6 separate regions of the Sus scrofa genome follow, and all the other regions are linked to region 1. A link is a contact called in public Hi-C, HiChIP or PLAC-seq and promoter capture Hi-C data. All regions are on one chromosome and are shown on one strand. Each heading gives the region's core, a stretch centred on a gene start, on an enhancer-like site or on the middle of the called end of the contact. The rest is flanking DNA. Distances are from core to core; before and after follow the strand shown. Region 1 holds the start of SYT11 (synaptotagmin-11). Region 2 holds the start of MTX1 (metaxin 1). Region 3 holds the start of CCT3 (chaperonin containing TCP1 subunit 3). Region 4 holds the start of GLMP (glycosylated lysosomal membrane protein). Region 5 holds the start of SCAMP3 (secretory carrier membrane protein 3). Region 6 holds the start of RUSC1 (RUN and SH3 domain-containing protein 1).

What was found. Promoter capture Hi-C pulls out the DNA fragments that hold promoters and counts their contacts. Hi-C and Micro-C count contacts between places; a contact is called where the count stands out from the background. HiChIP or PLAC-seq counts read pairs in DNA pulled down with a chosen protein or histone mark.
Region 2: a contact with region 1 is called in a Hi-C map of liver, with 4 times the contacts expected there. The contact joins the promoter of MTX1 here to the promoter of SYT11 in region 1. A contact is called at or near these places in 2 of 5 promoter capture datasets (fetal liver and fetal skeletal muscle), 2 of 47 Hi-C or Micro-C datasets (liver and retroperitoneal adipose tissue) and 1 of 2 datasets of contacts at active chromatin or transcription factors (skeletal muscle).
Region 3: a contact with region 1 is called in a Hi-C map of liver, with 9 times the contacts expected there. The contact joins the promoter of CCT3 here to the promoter of SYT11 in region 1. A contact is called at or near these places in 2 of 47 Hi-C or Micro-C datasets (heart right ventricle and liver).
Region 4: a promoter capture Hi-C map of fetal skeletal muscle shows a contact between it and region 1, with 5 times the contacts expected there. The contact joins the promoter of GLMP here to the promoter of SYT11 in region 1. A contact is called at or near these places in 1 of 5 promoter capture datasets (fetal skeletal muscle), 1 of 47 Hi-C or Micro-C datasets (skeletal muscle) and 1 of 2 datasets of contacts at active chromatin or transcription factors (alveolar macrophages).
Region 5: a contact with region 1 is called in a Hi-C map of liver, with 7 times the contacts expected there. The contact joins the promoter of SCAMP3 here to the promoter of SYT11 in region 1. A contact is called at or near these places in 1 of 5 promoter capture datasets (liver), 3 of 47 Hi-C or Micro-C datasets (heart right ventricle, liver and skeletal muscle) and 1 of 2 datasets of contacts at active chromatin or transcription factors (alveolar macrophages).
Region 6: an H3K27ac HiChIP or PLAC-seq map of alveolar macrophages shows a contact between it and region 1. The contact joins the promoter of RUSC1 here to the promoter of SYT11 in region 1. A contact is called at or near these places in 2 of 5 promoter capture datasets (fetal liver and liver), 2 of 47 Hi-C or Micro-C datasets (heart right ventricle and liver) and 2 of 2 datasets of contacts at active chromatin or transcription factors (alveolar macrophages and skeletal muscle).

Annotation. Positions count from the first base shown.
Region 1 is chr4:94,161,470-94,164,475 of Sscrofa11.1, forward strand. SYT11 (synaptotagmin-11) reads right to left here and starts at 1,622. Exons shown (of 4, transcript XM_001928804.6): 1 at 1,282-1,622. The coding sequence starts at 1,315. GON4L (GON-4-like protein) reads left to right here and starts at 418. Exons shown (of 34, transcript XM_021089699.1): 1 at 418-512.
Region 2 is chr4:94,609,926-94,612,931 of Sscrofa11.1, forward strand. MTX1 (metaxin 1) reads right to left here and starts at 1,514. Exons shown (of 8, transcript NM_001039750.1): 1 at 1,420-1,514; 2 at 95-164. The coding sequence starts at 1,500. It overlaps THBS3 (thrombospondin-3), which reads left to right and starts at 2,777. Exons shown (of 23, transcript XM_013997018.2): 1 at 2,777-2,919. The coding sequence starts at 2,841.
Region 3 is chr4:93,732,341-93,735,346 of Sscrofa11.1, forward strand. CCT3 (chaperonin containing TCP1 subunit 3) reads left to right here and starts at 1,627. Exons shown (of 14, transcript NM_001244180.1): 1 at 1,627-1,782. The coding sequence starts at 1,752. It overlaps TSACC (TSSK6-activating co-chaperone protein), which reads right to left and starts at 2,689. Exons shown (of 4, transcript XM_013996980.2): 1 at 1,971-2,689; 2 at 413-472. The coding sequence starts at 449.
Region 4 is chr4:93,757,460-93,760,465 of Sscrofa11.1, forward strand. GLMP (glycosylated lysosomal membrane protein) reads left to right here and starts at 1,480. Exons shown (of 5, transcript XM_005663295.3): 1 at 1,480-1,642; 2 at 2,587-2,787; 3 at 2,909-3,006. The coding sequence starts at 1,523.
Region 5 is chr4:94,569,023-94,572,028 of Sscrofa11.1, forward strand. SCAMP3 (secretory carrier membrane protein 3) reads left to right here and starts at 1,541. Exons shown (of 9, transcript NM_001185169.1): 1 at 1,541-1,823; 2 at 2,149-2,226. The coding sequence starts at 1,758. It overlaps CLK2 (dual specificity protein kinase CLK2), which reads left to right. Exons shown (of 12, transcript XM_021089727.1): 12 at 529-1,062. The coding sequence ends at 714.
Region 6 is chr4:94,498,530-94,501,535 of Sscrofa11.1, forward strand. It overlaps RUSC1 (RUN and SH3 domain-containing protein 1), which reads right to left and starts at 1,464. Exons shown (of 12, transcript XM_013997003.2): 1 at 1,256-1,464; 2 at 1-572. The coding sequence starts at 486. FDPS (farnesyl diphosphate synthase) reads right to left here. Exons shown (of 10, transcript NM_001185131.1): 8 at 2,573-2,650; 9 at 2,339-2,473; 10 at 1,666-1,866. The coding sequence ends at 1,666.

The DNA of each region.
Region 1 (3,006 bases), core at 372-2,871:
TTTCGCTGGAGTAGGAAAAGCCATTTCCTAGTTGGATCGAGGCCCCACCCTAAACACTGGAGTCTGGAGGCTCAAACCTTCTGGATTGTCTGAGGGATAGACTCTCTTAAGGGAAATGACAGCACCCTTCGCTGACAGCAACTCTCACTGGCTTCTCCCGTCCAAACTGGGGTAGGACTGAGGGCGAAGCAGGGCAATTCTTTTTTTATTTTTGGTCCAGGAAAGCATAGCACAGGAAGTTTGCTACCCTAGCACATTTTGGAGGAATCTCCCAAGAGGAAAAACTTTGCTTCTTCTCGAGCTTCTCTTTCCCATCTGCTTCCCTATTTTCCACCCCACTCGCTGCTCCAGGGAGCGTAACTGATCTCCGAGCCCGTAGGGCTGGGTCGGGGACCAGCGGCTCCGAGATGACGTAATGCTTTCTCTGGTACACAAAGCGGCCTCCCCAGGGCTCAGCCTTTTTCGCCCCTCCCCCTCCGGCCTGGATCAGGCCCCCGCCAGCACCAGAGCGGGTGAGTCCCCCTTTTTGAAAAACCAGTCTAGGGAAACAGGGAACAAAGGCCCGGGAAGAAGAGCCTAGGCGCTGCCAGGAGGCCCAGAAATAGACATCACGTCATCCCCTAGCCCAGCAGCGCCAAGCGCCATTTGGTAGCATAGGAGGACCCCACCATTACGATGCAGAATAGAAATTGCAGGGCTCACGTTTTCTCCTAGCCCCAGCATCCAGCTGACCGGCTTAAGGAGTGGCTTGCTTTTGGCTCTCCACCCCCGCACCCTTCTCTCCCCAGAGGCCGCCACCTCCCCTGGCTCCCAGCCACACAGCCCACAGTCTCCAAGCTGCCATCTTGATGCCCCATCCCCTTGCCACCTCCCTCCCCCGCAGCCCTGAAGGAGTGGGAGGAGGAGGAAGGGGCACCGCCCTGCGTGCCCCAAGGGGGAGGGCTCGGCCTACCCCACCTCTCCTCCCCCAGAAGGAGGGGTTCACATCCTCCGCAAGCTCTCTGTTTCTCACCTCCAGCAGTGCTGACAGTGCACCATACAAGGTTTTAGCATCCCGAACCTCCCCAACCTCGGTGTGGCTCTGGCCTTCCCAGCCCCTGCAGCCCATAGCTCAAGTTCAGGTCTGCCCACTGCCTACTACGCATCACCACAGGCCCGATTTTAGAGCGGATAGCACCTGAAGGTCCTGGTCTTGGTTTCACTCTCTGCCCAGCCCCTGGGCTCCCTTGGTTTTGCAACGGTTTCGCCTACCCCAAGCTTAGTTTGCCAGATTCTACTTACCAAAGCTAGGTCGGATATTGGTGATCTCAGCCATGTCGTAATCGGAGGCTATTGCTATTAACGCGTTTGCACTGGTCAGGCAACTCTGGGAACCTCCGGTCAGTACCTAGGCCGCCGCTGCAGAGCGCTAGGTCAGGGGAGGGGGAAGGTATCTGGCGGACGCCTCCTGCGACGGTCTGGTCCCTGGTTGCCAGCTGCGGTCGCCTCTTAAGATGCTCCAGGGATGCTCTGAGCTAAGGATGCAGGTGCAGCCAGACTGGTCCTGATGCGAGGTAGGCCCCGCCTTCTTCCGAACGACCCTCGGCAGAAGGCTCCGCCTCTGTCCGAAAAGTTCCGGAAGGCAAGACCCGCCCCTTTCCGGAAGACCTCTGGGAGGGGCCCTCTCCCTTCGCCAAGATTTCCAGAGAATGAGACCCCGCCCACTAATGGGTTGTGGGTCTGTAAGGCGAAAACTCTGCGGCCTAAGAAGTGTAGGTAGGTATTTTATCATATGAGAGCCTATAGATCTTGTGATTCCGGTTCCCTGGGCTTAATATAGTAACTGAATATTCTGGCCGAGGGGGACCCAGGATTTTGGAAAAACAAAATTCTATCTTGCCTACATTCAGTATCAATTGCAATTATTATAAGTTTATGAGACCACTAAAGAATATTTTGAAACCTTTCTTAAACTTCAGAAACTCTGATTAAAGACCAAACGTGGTGATGGTTGCAGAGTTCTGAAAATTTAGTGAAAATAATTTAATTGTATAAGTAAAACGGCTGGGTTTTGTGGTGTGTAGATTGAAACTGTTTTAAAAAAGGACTAATGAAGAGTGCCAAAGTTAATCAGTGTTGGATATTTCTCTTGTAAAAGCTTCAAGTGCTTAGGGCTGCTTAGAGAAGTTTGAGAGAGAGAGTGAGGGAGGGATGGAGGAAGAGAGAAAGAGAAGTATGGAGAGAGGCAGTGAAAACCAACAGATCCGTGTATTCTGTAGATCCAAAAGCAGGACACAAATGAAACTCCAAGCTTCTAGAGACTTCCTTGGCATTCGGAAGGTTTAGGGTGATTCAGGTTACCGTCAGACTACTGCAGGTTATCTCCATGATTACATCAATTTCGTCATTCATTTTGGTTGTGGTTACTTTCATCCTATCCGATTCTGTTTACAGACAGGATCAGGTCAGGTAGATTATTTAAATGCATAAATATTTGGTGGTGGTTCACCTGTAAAGTGAGAGAGTTGAATGTATTTTTCCAGCTTTGACATTTTGTCCTTCTTGAAAAGAGGAAAAGAACATGGTTCTAGGAGTCATTCATTCATTCAAAACACATGTATTGAATTTATTGAACATTGACTATGTCCCAGGCACCATCCTGGACACCGGATTAATGCATTAGAAGCTAGAGTGAGGCTACTGGATTCCCTCTCACAGCTAGTTATCTTTGTGAAATCATCTACCCAGTTGAGCCAAAAATTTGTCCTGCGGAAATTGGAAGGTATAATATCCACTGTGCCACAGGATTTATTGTGAAGATCAAATCACCTTTGATAACGTAAGTGAAAGCATTCTGTTAAATGCGGAGTGTTTTATAGATATGAATAATTATAATTTATAATTATGGATTGAGTCCAAGTCTGCCTTAGCTTTATTCAGGAAACTGCAGTTTGTAACCTAGGGATTCCTCTTTCTGAAATTTTATGAATTCCCCGTTTCCCTGGTCCCATATTCCAGGTGTCTCGT
Region 2 (3,006 bases), core at 264-2,763, 450 kb after region 1:
ATATTATTGCACCACATCCCTGTCTGTCTCCTGCTCTTCCCCTTGTACATTCCCTTCCTCACCACCCCCACCGCCACCCAGGGACACTGGATACCTGAAGGGCTCCGCCAGGGGTTGGTGATCTTGTGCACCTTGAGTGGGGCACCAGTAAATCTGGCATAGGTCTGCAGGGAAGGAAGCAGAAGGCAGAGAGGCCAGGGACATGGCCCCCACAGGGGAATCAAGAAAAGAAATAACATTTATTGAATACCTTTTGTGTTATGCCCTATGCTTCATAATTGCCTTACCAAAAAAAAAAAAAAAAAAGTTGACATTATGTTCTTTTTTTTTTTTTTTTGTCTTTCTGCCATTTCTTGGGCTGCTCCCTCGGCATCTGGAGGTTCCCAGGCTAGGGGTCAAATCGGAGCTGTAGCCGCCGGCCTACACCAGAGCCACAGCAACTCGGGATCCGAGCTGTGTCGACAACCTACAGCTCACGGCAACACCGGATCCTTAACCCACTGAGTGAGGCCAGGGATCGAACCCACAACCTCATGGTTCCTAGTCGGATTCATTAACCACTCCGCCAAACGGGAACTCCTATGTTCCCATTTTACAGTGGGTAACACAGGGCTCAGAGAGATGATGGACATGTCCATGATTACAAGTCAGCCAGAAAAATCCTTTCCTCTACCTTCTTTCCTGCCATTTCCCGGTGAACACTTAACCTCATTTGGAAGCACTGACCATGCCTTTCTTTGGAGTCTCTATGGACTGTTCATACTTATAACTTAGCACCAGAACATTTTATTACACTTATTTGCTGACATGTCTACCTTTCTGTAAACACCACCAGGGGAGGGACCACATGCTATTTATCTTTGCATGCCAATGTTTGGTATTTGTAAGATGCCTAATACATGCTTATTAAATGAAAGAGTGAATGAATGAGTGAACTAGTCTGACTCCAAAGCTCTATCTACAGAGCCTGGCTGTGGGCTTTTTGGTTCAATGAACAATAACCTCAGTCAGTGCTGTTGAATGAGGAGGAGGAGGGAGGGAGGTTGAGAAGGCAGAGACCTGCGGAGTCGGAGAACTCTGAGATCGTCCAGCCTCAGTAAACAAGCGGATGAAGAAAACAGCGCCCAGAGAGAAGGGATCGCTCCAAGGTCACACAGCCAATAAATGGACATGCGAGAACTAAAACTCATCTCCTGAACCTCTGACCAGCACCCGTTCCATTGCCAAACAAAAACTAGGCTGCTAATGGCAAAGGACACGGTATGTGAGTCCATACTGGCCAGGCACGCTCTTTGATTGCCTCAGTTTCCCCCAATGCGCCCGTGCTGAGGCGCCCTGGCAAAATCCGGTGATTGGCTAGTCCGAGCCCCCTCCCCAGTCCTCCAGGGCGCAGCAGAGGGCGCTGGCGCCACCCCTCACCAGCACGGCCAGACTGTCCAGGTCCACGGACGGCAGCCCCCAGCCCCCTGACCAGCAGAACAGCTCCATGGGCGCCGCCATCTTGCCCGCCCTTTGTCCCGGAAGCACCTCCCCCTGCGCTTCAGCCCTCCTCCGCGCGGATCCGCCCCCCGCCCCTACGACTGTTCACAGTGGGGAGCTGGGGGGAGGCCCTCGGGAAGGCGCTGCTTATCCCAGCCCAGAAGGCGGCCTGACGGCGTGGGGCGGAACCGAAGGCTTCGGGGGAGGGCGGCAGCGGTCCGATCCACAGGCGGCTCGCGAAGGGGGGAAGGGCTTTCATCCCGGCGCGCCTAAGAGAGTCCCGGAGCCTTGGCCGAGGGGAGCCCCGAGCCTCTGAAGGCTCAGCGGGCCCAGAAGGGGGCTTTGGGCTCCTGGGCAGGCTCTGGGTGCCCTCACAGATCTGCAAGAGGTCTGGGCTGCTTCGGGCCCCCTCAGGGCTCGGCCCCGAGCGGGGGCTGCGGGGGGGGTCCCCCGAGCCGCATGTTTTCCACAGCGCGTTATGTTTGGAGCCGGCCCCGCGCCTCCTGTCGCCATGGAAACAAAACAGGGGCGGTGGCGGAGGCCGAAGCTAGGCCGGGCTGGGGCCTGGGTGGGGGGAGGGGAGGTGGGGCTCTGGGACTGTTGCCTTGGCAACGGGAACCGAGGCGCCCCTCCGTTTCATCCGGGTCGTGGCCTGTCTGCCTGTACCCCCAAGTGTTCTCAGTCTGCCCCCCGGCCCCTGGCCTGTCCTCTGGTCTCCTCCTGTCCTTGGCGTCCCTTTCCCTATTTCTTCACTCCAGCCTCACTGACCACTGTTGTAGACTTTCCCTCCAGTTTCCACCAGACTCTTCTAGACTCCCAGGTTTTCCTAGTAATGAAGGAAAGTGGAAGCACAGGGACAAGGCATGGGACCATCACCCTAATAAAGAGCACTTGCTCTGTCGGAGGAGCAAACGTCATGCCATGTGGGCATCCCCTGGGCACTATAGCAAGCTAGTTTCAGCCACTCCCTTGGAATTCTCTCGTACCAGCTGTGGAATAATGCTCACTGTCTGGCACTGCCCCTGCCAAAGTTGCCTGCCTTCCCCAACTGTGGCTTCCAGAAGACAGTAGCATTCGGTAGCAACCCCCAAGAGCGAGATGCAGGGGAGAGGGAGGCACCTGGGGGAGAGCACCATTAGGGAGAGGCGCGAGGCAAGGAGGCCTCCAGGACTCTTCCTCAGTGCCCCTGGTTCCCGGAGCTGAGGATGCCTCCAGGGTGATTGGCAGCTCTTTGTTTCAGCCCCCCCTCACCGCCTGCCGGCCCCCCCCTCCAGTCCCTCCGCCCCCCTCTCCTGCTCTCCGCCTAGCCTTTTCCCCTCCCAGCCGCCTGCCTGCCAGGGGTAGTGAGCCGGCTGAGCGGCATGGAGACGCAGGAACTTCGGGGGGCCCTGGCTCTTCTCTTCCTTTGCACTTTCGCATCTGCCAGTCAGGACCTGCAGGGTAAGCCAGTACCAATTCTCAGAGCCCCCTCTCTGCCTCCTCCCCACTTGCCCCCAGCCTAGTAGCAGGGAACATGTGGGCAAGGGG
Region 3 (3,006 bases), core at 377-2,876, 430 kb before region 1:
CCAATTAAGTAACAGAAAAAAAAAAAACAAACAAACAAAACCATACATACAACTAGCTTCATTTTCCCAAAAGCTGAGCAATTAAGGTCTGGGTTTTTTTTCGTTTGTTTTTTCTTTTTTTTCTTTTTAGGACCACACCTGCAGCATATGGCGGTTCCCAGACTAGGGGTCAAATCGGAGCTATAGCTGCTGCCTATGCCACAGCCACAGCAACACAGGATCCAGGCCGCCATCTGTGACCTACATCACAGCTCACGGCAACACCGGATGCTTAACCCACTGAGCAAGGCCAGGGATCGAACCTGTGTCCTCATGGATACTAATCAGATTTGTTCGTTTCTGCTGAGCCACGACGGGAACTCCAATCAAAGTCTGGTTTTAAGGGAAAGGAAGCAGGGCCTCTGACACACACCTCTTCTGTTAGTAGGATGACTAGAATGCTGCTCCATCTGAACACCTACAGGTGTGGTGCCTGGGAAAGAATCACAACATCACATGACCAACAACCCATGCTATTATTTTACTATTAACAATTTCATATAAGTTCTCCCCAGCACATATCAGGCTGCTCCAGTTTGGGAAGGAAAAAGTATGAAAGGGTGTGTACTGTTCTATTTTATGGCCAAACATAAGTAACTGTTCTTGAATTGTTCGTGCTCTCATCCTTTCACTAAAAAACAAAACAAAACAAAAAACTGTTTCTAGTAATGTTTCTTTTCTCTGGACAAAACAGTACTTTAACTACGCCCAAACTTTAAGCGTCTCCTAAAAATGTGGGCAAATACTGTGTTCTCCCCTAGTTTTGATTTCTGCGGGATCAGCCCTTTTCCTATCCTGTAAGGTAACTTAAAAACTCTGGTTCTCCAACATCTCTAATGGACCAGTAGCTGAGGGCATGAGGAGGGCAGGGGAAAGAATGGACACGGATAAAGAAAATCTGAGAGCACTAGAGGAAAACACTTGAGAAAATGTTTTACATAGGATAACTCGAGGGGTCGGTAAGCCAGCACTCTCAGGTACCATTCACGGCCTCAATAGATAGTATTTGCCTAAGAGGGAAAGGTCCATGCATAGGAACGAGTCAGAGGCAGTAAACCACAACTCCCAGCGTGCCCAGAAGGCTAGTTACCGCCCAGCTCAGTCTGATCGGACTACAACTCCCATTCCACCCCGCATCAAAGGGGCCAGGTGTTCTCTCAACTGCCGGTTTAGGTCCCGCCCCTTCTAGTCCTCCCCGTAGCCAAAGCTGGAACGAAAGCATGGAAACTGTCAAGTCATTCTCCACCTTGGCGTCCGAAAGGAGTCGAGACGCATGAGTTTAATGACCTCACCTGCGGTGTTAATGGAAAGCCTCTACCCCAGCACCCACCCTTATAGTTGACACACATGCGCAGTGGCGTTCCGGCCAACTACCCGATCCTTGGCGCTTGCGCCAAGGTTCGCGCCGCACGCGGCCGGGAGCGGCCACCCCATTGCGCAAGCGCCTCTGCCCTCTCATTGCCATCACCGTGCTCTCTCTACCTAGCTTGCCCCGCGTTCTTGCGTAGGGGGCGGGGCTAAGAATGTCAATTGGCCTGTTTCCGTGCCGGTCAGTGAGATGGGTGCGGTGATTGGGGGCGCCCGGGAGGGTAGCGGGGTTGGGTGTAAGCCCTGAGGAGGCAGCGTTTTCTGGGCTTCTCGCTGGTTCTCTCTCTCCAGAAGGTTCTGCCGGTTCCCCCTGCTTTGGGTACCCGGCTCTGCATCGCGCCGCCATGATGGGCCATCGTCCGGTGCTCGTGCTTAGTGAGTTTTGGGAAAGCTGGGGAAGGGACCCCCTCTTCATCTCCCTCTTTCGGCACTTTACAGCCTTGCCTCAGCCCAGTCCCGCCCTGGTCCGGCCCCTGAGCCTTCCAGTCGTTCATTTTGGAAGCCCCTTCTGCTTTCCTGTCTACCCTTAACGTATTCCCATGTCTACACAAACGCAAACTGACCTTTCTCTCTCGAGCCTCATTTTTCCGGGCTCTGGCCTCGGGAAGATGCTTCCCACTCGGCATTCTGTTCTTCACCTCCAACCCCCGCCCTTGCAACCTTCTTTGAGTGATTTTCAGTGTGCAGTTTTGTGACTAACGGCTTTTAAGTTTGGCCTAGCATTTTAACCTTGGCCCATCCCTTAGTAGTGGTGTGGCGTCAGCCACGTTGTTTGATTGAAACGTTTCCATCTTTATTATTAGGATTAACTATTTTCCCGTAAGATTGTGACTCAAGTGAGATAAGTAGAGACAATTGCTTAAAAGAGCGAGTGGTAGCCTTGGTTATTTGTATTTTCAGTAATTGTCCTCTTGAATTTCCATTCTGCAACTTCTGTTCCTCAAGTAACCCTACCTTCCTCACTGGTTTATCTTAGATGTAGTTATTCCCTTGATATCCCCTCCGTGGTAATCTTTCCCACTTACCAACTGAGTTTTCCCACATTTTTCCATTGGGTCTCTTTACCTATGGGGAATGAGTCGCATTTCTGTTGTCTTCCTCGGGTATGTTTCTGTTCTGTGTAATCTCAGCCTTATTAGTCATTTTCCGTCCCTCTCTTATGCGTGTAGAATGCTATCGATTTTCTGTATACCTGGAAAATAACTGTTTGCAAACAAGAATCCACTTAACCCAGAAAAAAAAACCAATTTTTTTCTGATGAATCCAATCAGAAAGGTCCATGCAGGATTTTGGTTATCAGTGCCTGAAATAGGAATCTAAATCCTGAGAACTGTGAATGAATGTTTAGGTTTGATGGGTGGGAAATTTTACAACAAACTGTAGGGAAGTATAATTTGGAGAGAGGAGTGAAATAAACATTCTTTTGATTCAGGTATAGCCATTGAGAGGGCCCTAAGGTGAGTAGTGCGTTGTTCAGCTCTTTTGAGGTCGGAGTTAATCCCTTGCATTAGCGGCCCTAACCTATTAGACTTCCTATTAAAACATGTAGGTCACACTTACTGATGGTCAGTGGGTTCCTGAGGCATTCTGGTTATGTCC
Region 4 (3,006 bases), core at 230-2,729, 400 kb before region 1:
GTGTATACATATATGTATGTAGTATGCAATAGATATATATGCTTGAGCATTGCATAGAATGTTTTTAGGAAGGATACATAAGCTGGTAATAGCGGTTGTCTCAAGGAAGGACCCAGGTTGCAGAGGAGAAGGGGTGATAATCCTTTGGTACCTTACGAATATTATACCATGTGCATTTATTTTTAGTCAAATAATTTTAGGATTAGGCTAAAAAAAAAAACCCAAATCAAAAAGTGCATTCAGTGGAGTTCCCGTCGTGGCGCAGTGGTTAACGAATCCGACTAGGAACCATGAGGTTGTGGGTTCGATCCCTGCCCTTGCTCAGTGGGTTAACGATCCGGCGTTGCTGTGAGCTGTGGTGTAGGTTGCAGACGTGGCTCGGATCCCGCGTTGGTGTGGCTCTGGCGTAGGCCAGTGGCTACAGCTCCGATTCAACCCCTAGCCTGGGAACCTCCATATGCCGCGGGAGCGGCCCAAGAAGTAGCAACAATAACAACAACAACAACAACAAAAAGGCAAAAGACAAAAAAAAAAAAAAAAAGTGCATTCAGGAGTTCCCATCGTGGCGCAGTGGTTAACGAATCTGACTAGGAACCATGAGGTTGCGGGTTCGATCCCTGCCCCTGCTCAGTGGGTTAACAATCCGACTGTGAGCTGTGGTGTAGGTTGCAGACTCAGCTTGGATCCTGCGCTGCTGTGGCTCTGGCATAGGCCGGCAGCTACAGCTCTGATTTGACCCCTAGCCTGGGAACCTCCCATATGCCGCTGGAGTGGCCCAAGAAATGGCAAAAAGACAAAAAAAAAAAAAAGCATTTGTTTAGCCAGACATCAACTCCCTTTGAAAAATACTGCTTTCATTTTCTATTTTCTGAAGTTTCTTTTCTCAACCATAAAATTGTGAGCTCTTCCAGACAAGAATGTGCATACCTGGAAACTCAGTAAATAGTAATAATTGACAAAAAGTTCCCTCTGAGGTGTGCTATCCCCTGCCCCCACCGCCCCACATTCCTTCAAATTTCCTCTGTGCCTTCCCTGCCTCAGAGTCGTTTTGCAGATTCCATTTGAATCTTGAATCCAGACAACATGCCCACTTACAGCTTAGTTTAGTGGGACAGTTGGGTAGGAGAGGTTGGGAATATTTGGGAATATGTCTGCCAATCTAGGCCAGGATGACTTGCTTGCCAGCTCAGTTGGGGATGATGAACAATGCTTAACTTTTTTTTTTTTTTCCCTTTTTTGCCACACGGTCAGTGTGCGGAAATTCCTGGGCCAGGGATCGAACCTACGCCGCACAGCAGCAACCAGAGCCACAGCAGTGAGAACATAGGATTCTCAACGCGCTAGGCCATCAGAGAACTCTCCGCTTAACCTTTCTGATTCTATTCTCACGCAAGCCTAAATCTGAGTTAAGGGAGGCGGTCTCTTTAAGAACTGCTGTGATGGCCCCGCCCTTTAAAGAGATCAGCTGAATCTCTGAGTCATATGACCCAGCGTCTCTTCCGCCCTCTGAAGTTAGAACTGCATGGGTAGCTGTGAGGAGCCCTGCCGGGGTTGGGGGCACTATGTCCCCAGCCCCGTGCTCCTCCTGAGTCTACTTCTGACAGCAGCTCCTTTTGGCCTGCTGGGGGAGGAAACCCGCCAGGTGAGGGACTAGAGCAATCCTGTTTCAGGATGTGCTGCCTTGAAGGGTGGTTGGAATCTAGGATAACCGAGAGGTGGGGGTGGAGGGTGCTTGCATTGAGAAGAGTTTCTTCAACCCTGGGGGTGGGGACAGCCATGGATCATGGGACAGAATTGAGAAGTAGGATGTATGAGGGCTTCCTGTCTTCCCGGGAAATCTGAACTCTGACTTAGCCCTGAGTAAGCCAGATCCAGGCAAGTATTGGATTTTTTTTTTTTTTTTCTTCTCTCAGCCCTGTGTCCTTATCTCTCCACTAGAGTCAAGGCCGTTTTCTCTACCCACCTCTCCTTACAGCAGGAATCTCTTAGCTCCCACAAGCATTGCTCTTGCCTAGGCCCCAAGGTCCCACCGTTTCCCCATCATTTCCCAAGCCCCCTTCCCTGTCCCCAAACATCTGCCCTGTGTCTCTCCCTGATCCTGTTCCCTTGACCCTCCCACTACTCCATGTTCTAGGTGTCTCTGGAGGTCATCTCTGACGGGCTGGACCCTCCCCAGAACCTGCTTCATATCCATGCAGTGGGTACCAACTCCACACTGCACTATGTGTGGAGCAGCCTAGGGCCCCCAGCAGTGCTACTAGTGGCCACCAATACCCCCCACAGCACCCTGCGTGTGAACTGGAGCCTCCTGATCTCCTCTGACCCTGAAGGGAGCTTGATGGTGCTCCCCAAAGACAGCATCCAATTTTCTTCTGCCGTTGTCTTTACCAGGGTGAGGAGGTTGGGGGAAACCGAAGGGAATCAGTACAGAGGAGAGACTTCATTTGAGTTAGAGAAACTGAAGACTGGGGGTAGATGAAATAGAGGTATGAGAGCCGGGGGTGGGGGGCAGTGACTTGGGGGGTGGTGACTCAGGAGAAACCTGGACTCTGGCAAGCCCAGTCCCTCCTCACCCCCACCCGCCAGCTGTTTGAATTTGACAGCACCAACACATCCGATGCAGTGACAAAGCCTCCAAGAAAATCGTATCCTCCGTATTCCTTGGCTGAGTTCTCTTGGAACAACATCACTGATTCATTGGATCCTGCCACCCTGAGTGCCACATTTCGAGGCCACCCCATTCACGACCCTACCGGGGCTTTTGCCAATGGCAGCTTGGCCCTCAGGGTAAGGGTATGGGGAATCAGAACTCAAAAGGCTGGTTGATAAGGGTGGGAGTTGATGAGGGTCGCCTTCAAACACAGGTATCTGCCTGCTTCCCACGCCTCCCATGCCTCTTCCATCCTAGGTGCAGGCATTCTCCAAATCTGGCCGACCAGCACAACCCCCTCGCCTCCTGCACACAGCGGACACCTGCCAGCTAGAGGTGGCTCTGGTTGGGGCCAC
Region 5 (3,006 bases), core at 291-2,790, 410 kb after region 1:
CGGGCTGGGAATAAATAGTGCCCACCACCCAGAGGTCACTTCCTTCTTAAGGTGTTTTGCCCCTGGAATGCATTTTACAAGCAGAGAGTTAGCAAAGTAGGGGAGGAAAACTGAAAGAAGACATCTTTTGTTGATAGAAGAGAGATGAGGGAGTGGTTTTATGGAGGGAATGAGGTTAGACAGCCATGTTTGAGCCAACCAGAGATGAAAGCAATGTCCTGGATTCTTTAGGTCAGACAGAAAAGCATAAACTACCTTTGAAGAGCTTACTTTTTAATGAGGAGCTAAAGAAGATTCCTGAAGTTGACAAGGATATACAAGTAGAACTTTCAAAAAGTATGAAGGAATAATGGTGCTAGTGGGAAGGTAGAACATCAGAAATGGTTACAGTGTGGTCATGGTTAGGTAGCATTCGTAACGGTTGTCCGCAGAGCCTTGGTCCTCCAGGATTGGAAGCCAGGGCCTTGAAGAAGAAGGCAGGGTTTGTAAGGCATCGTGCCTCACCTTTTTCCTGCCCTCCACCACCAGCGGTATCTGACCTCAGAGGCAGAAGAACACCACCAGCTCTTCGATCTGATTGAAAGCATGCTAGAATATGAACCTGCTAAGCGGCTGACCTTGGGTGAAGCCCTTCAGCACCCTTTCTTCGCCCGCCTTCGGGCTGAGCCACCTAACGCCAAGTTGTGGGACTCCAGTCGGGATATCAGTCGGTGACGATCAGGCCCTGGGCCCCCCTGCGTTTCTGACAGCAGTGGGTGTCCAGTCCAGGACACTGGTGCTTTTTTATACAAGAGAACAGAACCGGAGCCCACTCCTTCCTCCTGGCTCCGTGTGTACCTGTGAATATGTGAAATAGTGTAAATATGAAAGAACTTAATACCTATTGCTTCAACCCCTGCCTTGTACATAATGCTGTCCCATCTCACACTCTTCCCGCCCTCACCTGCCCCTTCACAGTTGAGTTGGATGGGGGCAGAATGAGGTAACCAGGTGGCATCAATCCCATGTTTTATAAGGAATTTTGTACAGTCTTTGTGAAATAAAATGACGTGCTTCATCGGACCCCCCTCCCTGGAGTTTGAGGTTTGGGGGGATGCTGGGGTGGAGGGATTGTCAACAAAGGGAGTCCCATCTTACCCTGCGACATTAATCATAGGCTGCCAGTTTATCTGCCCAGTCTGTCTCAGGAGAGTAGTAATGAGTAAGGTAAGATTTCTTGGTTAGAATGAAGGGCTAATGAAGCACTTTGATCTGGAATGACGAGTTGGGAAAGAAGTTCCGATTACTATAGCTGTTAGGCCGGGCCCCAGGATAGAGCCAGAAATCCAGATTTAAAACTTACTCAATAGAGCTCCTGGCAGGCGGCCGCCGCCACCTCCACCACCACCGGCGGGTAGGTCTCCCGTCGCAACTCTCCCAAGGCTAGGATAGACTCAGGTTCTGACGCTAGGCCCGCTGGGAGGTGTAGTTCATTAGTTGAGGGACGTCACATGACGTAGGGGCGGTACTTGGCTACCGGCAACGAGAGTTGTCACGTGGGGCACTTCCTTCTTTGCTTTTAGCCGAGACGCAGGCGCAACTCGCGGCTGCTGCGGGGATCCTTGTGACCCTTCCGGTCGGTACAGCCAATCCGTGCACAGAGAAGCGGGGCGGACCGAGAGGAGCGGAGCGGAGGGAGCTCTTGAGAGCCACGGCCGCCGCCACTGCCGCGGCAGGGGCGTGGAGGGCAGGGGGCGGCCCGGGCCGCGGTTGCAAACATGGCTCAAAGCAGAGATGGTGGAAACCCCTTCGCCGAGCCCGGCGAGCTTGACAACCCCTTTCAGGTGACTTGCGCCGGCCTCCTTGGGGCATCCTGGGGGACTTCTCGGTTCTAGAGGGTCGGGCTAACTTGTATTCCCATTCTTGACATTTGATCTGAGCAAGGGCCGCCACGTGGGAGTGACGATCAGTGAGCACCTGGGGGGCGGGCCCTGCCCCCGATAAGGAGCTGGTACTGGCAGTGTGGGGTGAAGGATTGGGAGCAGATACTGGGACAACAACGTGGCCTCCAAGCTGCAGTCCTTGCAGCCACAGGCAATTGAGAAGAGGCTCCTGTGAGTTCCTCCAGAGGCACCAGGTGCCAGCTGAGCCCCAGATCTCTGCCCACAGGACCCAGCTGTGATCCAGCACCGACCCAGCCCGCAGTATGCCACGCTTGACGTCTACAACCCTTTTGAGACCCGGGAGGTGAGATTCTGAAGAGCACAGGAGGGCCAGGAAGATTAGGGTATGCCAACAAGTCCACTCTGTTGGGGTACAGTGGACTTGTTTGCACGCGAAGGAAGGAAGAAGCAGGGTGATCTTAGCTCCCTGAGAAGCCAGTCTTCCATGGGATGTCTGAACCTTCTAAAGACACCAAGACCAAAGATCCATGTGGTTTGAGCTCTAAATATCGGTCCTGGGAGAAAGAACCTGGAGTCTCTTAGTGCCTGAACCAAGGCTCTGTCTAGGGAGGCTTCTTTAGAGATGAAAAGGGATGGGGCTGTTTGGAGTTGAGGAGAAAACGATCTATGCTTAGGTGTACAATTCGAAAGCAAGAAACGAAAGTGACTAGACCTGTTTATCTCGTGGGAATGGAAAATGCTAAGAGTTTTCAGAAGTTAAGGAGGTAGCTGGAGCTCTCCCGTGCTGCAGCTGCAGCAGGTTAAGGATCTGGTGTTGTCACTGCAGCAGCTCAGGGCAGTTTTTTTGTTTTGTTTTGTTTTGTTTTTTTTGTCTTTTTGCCATTTCTTTGGCCGCTCCCACGGCATATGGAGGTTCCCAGGCTAGGGGTCTAATCGGAGCTGTAGCCGCCAGCCTATGCCAGAGCCACAGCCAACAGAGGATCCGAGCTGCATCGCTTAGGTCCATTTTAAGGAGGTAGGTCCAGTAGATGAATGCTTTGAGTTCTGGCTGAGGAACTAGATGCGACTCCAGGTCATAGTAGCCCTCATCACCCCTCACATCACAGTCCTCTGATATAAATGC
Region 6 (3,006 bases), core at 214-2,713, 340 kb after region 1:
GCAACAAAAGCTGTCTGGAGAGCAAGCGCCTGTGCCGGCGGAGGCCAGTGGAGAGCCTTGCTCCAGGGGGACGATGCTGGGCTGAGGGTGGACATCCTCATTGCCAGGGAGCTCCCTGGAGTAGACTGAGATGGGGGACTCATCCGGGCTAAAATCTGAGCAGGAGCTGAGAGAGGAGGAGCAGCCTGGGTCCGAGGGAGAGGCAGCCCCCTCTTCTTCCTGTGCTGGGACCTGCCGGTTTTCTAGGCCTGGCCCGTGCTCCTGGCAGCATCGGCAGGGCACGGCTGGGCTGTTGGAATTGGCGTCCACCAGGGTCCCGCTGCAAGGCCCTCGGCTCTCCTTACCCCCGGTGTCCCCTGGGGGAGGGGATGTGCTCAAGGGCCCCTCTCGTAGCTCCGGACGGCGGGACAAGTGCAGGCCCAGAGAGACATGCTGGAGGTGGATGTGGTTGAGGTTGCAGAGTAAAGCCCTCTGAGGGGACAGCATGGTGCCGGCGGCGACGGGGTAGCCTCTAGAGAATGAGGAGGCTCAGGCCTCTCACATCCACCTACCTGGCAACAGCAGACGCAGACCTAGAAGACAGGGATGGTGAAACCAGCAGTGAGGGTGCGGGCCGCAGGAAGGACGCTGAGGTGACTGATGGCTGGAGCAGGCCTGGAAAGGCGCCTTAAACAATATTTAGATGAGATGCAAACAGACATCAACTGGCCATTAGCATCCGCTGCAGTGTTTGCAGGTGGAGTCGACTGTAACCTCCTGGGAATGGGGCGGGACGGGTTAGAGAATGCGGCTGCGTTCTCAGTCTCCTTGGAGGTGCAGGGGCTTGTAAAAGGATGGGGCCAGGCTGAGAATGGCCCCGGGATCCACTCTACTGCAATCTGGCCCTGCCCCCAGAATGCCCCTCACTCCCAGAAGGGGCCGAGAGGCCCCGCCCAGATGCTCTGAAATGAGAGGGGGAGGCGCGTCTGGCTGGTTAATGCAGGAAAGGGGCGGGCGTGGGGGGAAGGACGAAGCAGCCATCAGCATGTCAACGCAGCCTGGCAGGTCGGCCCGCATAGAACCCGGGCTCCAGCCCACAGCAGCTGTGCACCTTCATCCAGCTCCGAGAACCTGCATGTCTTTCCATTCTCTCTGCAGTTGTCTCCATCGTCCAGCTACCACCCCGCCCCTTGTCTATTCATTTTTCACTGCTCCCCCTCTCCTGCCCCACCCCACGTGCCCTATCCCTCCAGCCACACCCAAAGGCCATCCTCACCAGGGTCCTCCTGCAACCGCTCCGCAGCGGCGTCGGGGATCCTCTGTGGCTCCCACGGACCCCGCCCAGCCCACACAGACTGGAGGGGAGGGGCGCTGGCACAACCGGCCAGCGCTGCGCAGCCGCGCCCCTTCACGCATGGGCGGGGCGTGACCGAGACCCAGCCCCCAGCGCTTGACGTCTTGCCCGGCACCCACCCAGGCCCAGGTCGACTGCTTTTGAGGGCTTTGAGCATTCGATCCCGGGCAGATCCTAAAGCCAAAGCCCACAGTCCCGGTTTCCACGCAGCTACCCTCCACCCTGCCTATTCTGGACACAGCTGCGCCCCTGGCTGGCAAAAAAACAGGAACGGAACCGGAGGTTAGATAGTAATTTATTGAGAGCCCCCCCTCCCACCTTCAGTCTCTGGGCTACTTTCTTCTCTTGTAGATCTTGTGTGCCAGCTCCAGGAAGATGGCCGGGGGCAGGGGCGCAGCATACTGCTCGATGAGACCCATCAGGTGGCTGTAACTGTCTTCCTCGTACTGCAGGAACACTGCCTGCAGATTCATCTCCTCATACAGCGCCTTCACCCGGGCCACCTTCTCAGCATCCTTCTGCCCATAGTTCTCCTGGAGCGTTGGAGGCAGGAAAGTGGGCCTGTTAGCCTTCCCTCAACACCTCCAGGTCCCCTCCACTCCCCTCATCTGGATATTCCAGAACATCTTCAATGCCATTCCCACCATCGCTGTCTCCAATTTCAAGTGTCTCCGAGTATCTAGGATCGTGAACTTCTCCCTCCCCGCCCCAAATGCTAGGAGACTGGTTCAGCCCTCAGCTTCCTCTATCCCTGGATTTCTCAACCCTTGGCACTACTGAAATTTTTTGGCCAGATAACTTGGTGTGGGAAGCTGCACGTTTGGCAGCTCCGCTGGGTTGCTAACCACTAGAGAGATGTGTGGCACATGCACACACCGAGTTATAACAAGATGTCTCTTGACATTGCCCAACACCCCCTGTGGTGCAAAATCACCCCTACTGCAGAACCACTAGCTCAATCCCCCTTTTCGGCAGCTCAGGGATCCACAGCCCGCTCTGGGGCACCTGCAGGATTTGGCGCTGCTCCGGAGAGGCCCGCTGCAGACACTGAACCACCAGCCAGCTGCACTTGTTGTCCTGGATGTCTGTGCCGATCTTGCCTGTCACGCTGGGGTCCCCAAAGAGGTCGAGGTAATCGTCCTGGGGTGGGTGGGGAGACGACAAAGGAGGAATGAAGAGGCGCCGAGACAAGAAGAAAAGTCGGAGCCTGTTCGCTGCTGGCGCCTCACGCCTTCCTACCTGAATCTGAAAGAACTCTCCCATCTCCATCAGGATCTTCTTGGCATTGGCGTGCTCCTTCTCCCCGTCAATGCCTGCCTGAGGTGAAAAGGGAATTGACAAGCCACACCCCAGAGGTGCCTTCATCTTCCTGGCTGCTTCCTTCCACAAGCTCGTGCTCCCGTGCAGCCCCTAATCTTCTCTCTCCTTTCAGACATCCCTGATCCACGGTCCAGCCTCTAGCCCACTTATGTTAGCTAAGCCTTCCTGCGAGTCATAGCAGAGAGGACCCCATCCTGGAGGCCCTCAGTCCTCGAGTCACTCAGATCCCTCTTCCTAATCTTTCTGCCACTTCTGACTTCCTTCAGGAGGAAAAGGAAACTTGGAGAAGCAAGGACAACATAGACTGTTAACCCCAATGACTGCCACCGAATCCAACTGCCTCCTCCTCAGCC